Linked DNA regions of Mus musculus: region 1 is linked to region 2. The links are chromatin contacts, called in public Hi-C maps. All regions are on one chromosome and are shown on one strand. The core of a region is the stretch at or near the end of the contact, and the rest is flanking DNA. Distances in the headings are between cores, read along the strand shown.

Region 1 (2,700 bases), core at 129-2,628, 3.4 Mb after region 2:
GTGGAAAGTGGCAGAGAGTTGCAGAGTTTTGGGATTGCAATTTATTCCCTTGCGCAGGAATAAAAGCTACCCACTGGCGCAGCTATTTTTGAAGGCTGAACTTATTCACACGCAGTGCTGGTAAAATACCAGAAGCCATACATAATGTCTGACCCCAGCTGCCACCTCATACAGCAGATTTGTACATGGGAGCCTTAAAAAGATTGACTGGTCTACTGTCCTATGGCAGTAGGAGACCACTTTTATTTCCCATGTTGGGTTTACAATGTCCCTCACATTCCCTCCTTTTCAGACATACAAAAGGTTTTTGTAAAGTTTCTCTAGGCTGTATTGTTGGCAGCAGCAGTAACCGTGCCTCTTGCCTCGGGGAGTTAGAGGGTGTGATTTTTGACTAGTGTCTTCAGAACCTCTGGGTTTTTAAAATACAGCTGAGAATTTCTGAATGAGCTATAGACGAAAATGTCCTAATTCAAATGATTTATTGGCCCAGTTGTGTCTGTGATCAGTCAGCTGTGGGTTGGAGTACTCTCTGAGAACCTTCAGGTACAATACCTCACACACACCCCCAACCATGCTCTACCTCTGGTTCTCTTGGGTATCCCTCACTTCCGACAGCACATCAATCAGTGCATTCTATGATTTCCTCAGGGTGAAGCCTGGCCTAGCACCCTAAAACTGTTTTCAAGTAACTGGGAGTGTCCCTAAATGTACAAGCTTAGGGAACAAGATGCTTACTAGGGGTTGGAGTATTCTTCCAAGTCGAAGGTCATGGGTTTGAATTCCCCTTCGGCTTGTACCATGGTCACCTCCCTATGCAAAATACCTGCCTTTACTCTTGGCTTCTTGAGGCTGTGAGAAGGTGCACAGACACATGGTCCCTACATCTTGTCCCGCTAAAGTGCCCTGGAGGATTTCACTGTCCTGTAGGGGGCGAGCTACCCACACTGTCTCACTGGCCCTTTCCTGAGGTTCTGGTGGGGAATTCAGGGGGTTCCGAGGCCAAGGGTGGAATTGGGGAGCAAAAGGGTGGGCTCCCCTCCAGCCGGGAAGCCAGTATCCCGGGTTCCACTCCACGCCCTCTGGGTAATGTTGCTAGAGGTCATGGCGGGTGCGGGGTGGGAGCCGGCACCGCAGCCCGGGAAAGGGCGCGCCCTCGAACCCCAGCACGTCCCGAAGGCAGACACAATGCGGCGGCACACAGCCGCTGACCAGTCCCGAGCGCACATCGCCCTCCTTCCTGCGGCCTCAGCTTCTCGGCGGCGCAGTGGCGGCGAGCGCCCCGATTGGCGGCCAGGCCTGCGCCCCGCCCCGCCCATCGGGCCACCGCCCCCTCCCTAGTCGGGCCCGCCCCTCTCCGCGGGAGGCGTCCGGGCCAGCGGCTTGGTGGCGGGTTGTTCCCGCCGGCTGTGCGCGCCCGCGTCTGGGCTCGCTCGAAGAGGACGCGGCGGCGGCGGCTGCGGCTCCAGGAGCACAGCGGGCAGAGCTGCGGGCTGCACGCGCCCCTGCTGCCACCGGGCGTCCCGCGGTGGCTCCCGCGCCCTGCGGCGGCTTCCGCGCCCCGCGCTCCTCTTTGTCCGTGTCCCTGAGCGGCTGCTGCGGCGGGGTCGGAGCCCGCGCCCTGGGCGACTGAGGCGGCGGCGGCAGTCCGCGCCCCGGTGTTGCAGCGATGCCGGACCAGATCTCCGTGTCGGAATTCGTGGCCGAGACCCATGAGGACTACAAGGCGCCCACGGCCTCTAGCTTCACCACGCGCACGGCCCAGTGCCGGAACACCGTGGCGGCCATCGAGGAGGTGAGCGGTAGCATCGCTGGCGCCGGGCGGGAGGCTAGGGTCGCGGTAATCCCGCTGCGTCCTGGGGACCCGCTGGGCTTTCGCGCCTGGTGCCCGAGACCCAGTGCCCTCCGCCTGCGCCCACACCCTGGAAAAGTTTCTGGTCCCCCAGAGCCGGACGCAGCCGGGCCAGCAGTGCCCGACACAGAAGCCCTTTGTTCCCTGCTCTAGGGAGAGGCTGCTAGGCCACCTTGGGCCTTTTTTGGGAACGCTCCTGTCTGTTCCCATTTCCCTCGCAGGGTTTCAGGTCCTTTGCTCCCACCTCGGAGAGGTCAACTTCGGCTCTGAGTCTGTGGCGGCTGCGAACCGGGGACCCCTGCGAGCTCTACGGGCCCCGGAGAGATGGGTCTCCCTGCGCGGACCTCTCCAACTTGTTCCAGAAGTAGCCCGGCGGGGGCAGCTGTGGCTTCTGAGCCAACAAGCAGAGCAGATCCAGGGGACCCCAAGCTGCTTAGGCACGGGTGCCCATCCCATCTTGGGAGGCCTGGCAGTTCCCACTGCGTGCCACAGAGCAGCGCTGTCGAGGGATGTGGAGAACCAGAGCTTTGAGATCCAAAAGGCCTTTGGTGGCCGCCTCTGGGCTACCTGTGTGGTGCCTGTTGACAGTATGGTCAGCTCCTTTGCCCTTAACCTGGAAAAGGCCTGCTTTTAGTAAGGGCTTTCAAGATGCATAGTCATTGTATTGAGTGGCTAAGCAGCGAGCTCTCCAGATCCCGGGGAAGAGGGACTGCAAGAAGGAAGCAGTTTGGGTTGAAAATTGAAGCAGGCTTGGAAGAGGCTGTGTGAGTCCAGGGACCGCAGCTGTCCGCGACTTGGGAAAGCCTCACTTACATCATTTTCTTTACCTCCCCAACAGAATTTAGAGTTTC
Region 2 (2,700 bases), core at 89-2,588:
CAGAAAGGGGCAGACTGACCTCCCGTGGGGTCTTTACTGAGAAGGAAGCGATCATGGCCAGAGAGACCCAAAGGTTAGCCCTCGAAATCAGTCAGGTGGTGCGCTGTTAACTCTCACAGCTGTCATTCCCTTGAGCCCTCTGGGTTTAGTTTTGCCTTTCTGCACCAGAGGCAGGGAGGAGTGGAGAAGGCCCCAGAGCTCCACCTCCGAGCTGCTCTACTACAGGTACCCCTGGCAGCCTCCTGAATAGTAGGAGTTCACTCACATGTTTTTGTGGAGGAGGATTTGAAGGAGGGATTTGAGTTTTTCCCTAGAGACGCCAGAGAGACAGTTTCATCTCTGCACAACAGGCTCGCCCAGCTCCTCATATAAGCTGTTTCTGTGGTTACCTGTCTTCTGGGATATTTGCAGTGGGTGGGCATGGCAGGTGCGATCTGCCAGAGTATGCTGGGAGTCTGAAGGAAGCACCACTGGGACCCACAAGGCCAGATGTCCCTATTATGGGAGATGTCAACCAAGCCCCCGCCTCCTCACCAGGAAACTGAAACCACACTGAATGTCAGGGAGGCAAAGACCCCAAGAAGGATTCTGGATCTCCTCGTTGTCCAGTTTATTGGTGAGGAAACCGAGGCTGAGGGAATCCAAGGGTTTTCTTGGCAAGATGGCTGGATGAGTTAGCAGAAGTAATTACAGCTGGAACGTAGGTCTTCCACCTCCAGGCCAAGCTCTTCTCTTAAACCACGCGCAGGAAAGTGGGTGACAGATGCACACGGGACTGATGTGGAGAGGGAGGAGATCCTTGCAGGCATCCCAGATGGTCCTGGGGAGCCTAGGGCAACTCAAGCCTCTTTTCCACTTCCCTGGCCATTGGGACTGTACTTCCTTCCAAGTACGGCGGGGGCGGGGGCGGGGGCGGGGTGGGTGGGTGCTGGCGTAAGGCCGGCCCTTTTGGGCACCGCCTCTCGGCCTCTCCCCACCCGCAGGCCAGAGGCCAAGGGTTAGGGAGGTGGGGCCAGTGCTCGGCCCCTCCCCTGCTCTCCTTCCCCTTCCACCCCCCCAGAGTCTCCCCGTCCCGAGTCCCAGTGGCCTTAACACCCATCGTATCCTCTGCTGCGCTGAGAATCTGCGAGTGATCAGGGAGCTATATGGACCAGAGTGGGCGCACCGAGGGTCCAGCAGCGGGTGTGGCAAAGGGCGGGGGCGTGACCAGGCTGCGGCTGAGGCGGGGCTAAGACTGGGGGCGTGGTCGAAGCAGGAGGCGGGTCCGTTGGAAACTTGAGTGCCCGCCCTTGCGATGCGCCCCGCCCCGGCCTCCGCCTCCGGGTCCCGCCTTCTCTTCCCTTCCTTCCCGGGCTGGCGGCGGCTGCGGGTGGTGGACCTGCAGAGCGGCCGTCGCCCACACCTCGCTCTCTCCTGGGCCGGCGGATCCTTTTGTCTCTCCGAGCGGCGAAGGTCGCAGAGCAGGCGCGGCGGCTGCGGGAGCGCAAACGCCCGCTCTCTCGGTCACCTCCCCAGCCTCGGCCACCGCAGAACTTGGGCTCGAGAAGCCAGCGGACCGCGTCCAGCTCCAGAGCCGGTAGGAAAGGGGAAACTGCGGGACTGCGGGGTTGCATGGAGGGAGCGTGTGTGACCCGCTCGCTGCGACCCGGCTGTGAGTGAACGGGTGTGTGTGCGCCGGTACTGATGGTGCCTGTTTCTCTGCGTAGTGGGCTTGCAGCTGACCGCGGACGGTGGCGTGGCTCTAGAATGGCGTGTCCTCGTGGGGATCGTTGCGCTCGATGGGATGTGCACTTTTCAGACTACGTTTGTGGAATTGTGTGTCAGGGCACAGTTGCCGGTGGGGATGGGGACTAGTGCTGGCGGGGTCGAGGGGGGAGCCGCTGTGCGCAGAGTGGGGGTGGCGGGGTGGGCGTGGGCGGTCTGCCCGGGCAAGCTGAGCCCCCGGTTGGTGTCGCTCCGCGCAGTGCGTAGCTCAGGAACCTGAGGGTACGACTAGAATCCGATGGGCAAAGTGCCTGCCTGGTGGCAGCGGGCGTTGACACCCCTCACGGGGTGGGGTGGGGGCGGCAGGTCCACAAGGTTCACTTGGATAATTGTGAGCTTTGATGAGGGATGGGGACCCGCTTGGCTGTGTTCAGCTCTGGGACAGTGGGAAAGACCAACCCAGCCCTGGCCTCGCCGTGACCCGCCCTGAGACCTGAGCCTGACTGAGATGGGCCACCTTTTTGAGTCGCAGTTGGCGTCTGTATCAAGTGAGGGCGGCCCCTCAGGGGCTATCTTGACAGTGTGAGAACGTACTACACGTAGTTCTTGACCCAGAGTCTTGCGCACAGTAGGTGCTCTTCATTGGATTCTCATCTCTTTAAATCTTTTTCTGCCTTTATTGAGGATGACGCTCTCATTTCCTCCTATACGGTGGTTTGTGCCTCCTTCCTTGATCTAACTTCACAGCGAAAGCTTGGAGAGATTGAGAAAGTTTAGGCGGCTGGGTGCGTTGCCTTCTCTCCGCACCTTACTGGCTGCTTGACACGGCCTTCGGGTGTGCGGGGAGCTCGCAGCGTAGGGCGCTAGCCCGGAAGGCTCCTGCGCCCCGGCAGCGTTCCGGAAGGCTGCGACTACAGACTCGCGAGCCCTTTTGTTCAACAAGTGCTTGGAGGATGTCGATCTGGAATTAGAGTTGCGTTGAGAAAGTGGCCGGCT

The links. A called contact is a pair of places that touch in the nucleus more often than the background predicts.
Region 1: a contact with region 2 is called in a Hi-C map of LSK cells, with 6 times the contacts expected there. The contact joins the promoter of Asap2 here to the promoter of Hpcal1 in region 2. A contact is called at or near these places in 1 of 39 promoter capture datasets (cranial neural crest) and 1 of 484 Hi-C or Micro-C datasets (LSK cells).

Annotation. Positions count from the first base shown.
Region 1 is chr12:21,110,378-21,113,077 of GRCm38.p6, forward strand. Asap2 (ArfGAP with SH3 domain, ankyrin repeat and PH domain 2) reads left to right here and starts at 1,379. Exons shown (of 29, transcript NM_001135192.1): 1 at 1,379-1,792. The coding sequence starts at 1,667.
Region 2 is chr12:17,689,471-17,692,170 of GRCm38.p6, forward strand. It overlaps Hpcal1 (hippocalcin-like 1), which reads left to right and starts at 1,339. Exons shown (of 5, transcript NM_001361645.1): 1 at 1,339-1,576.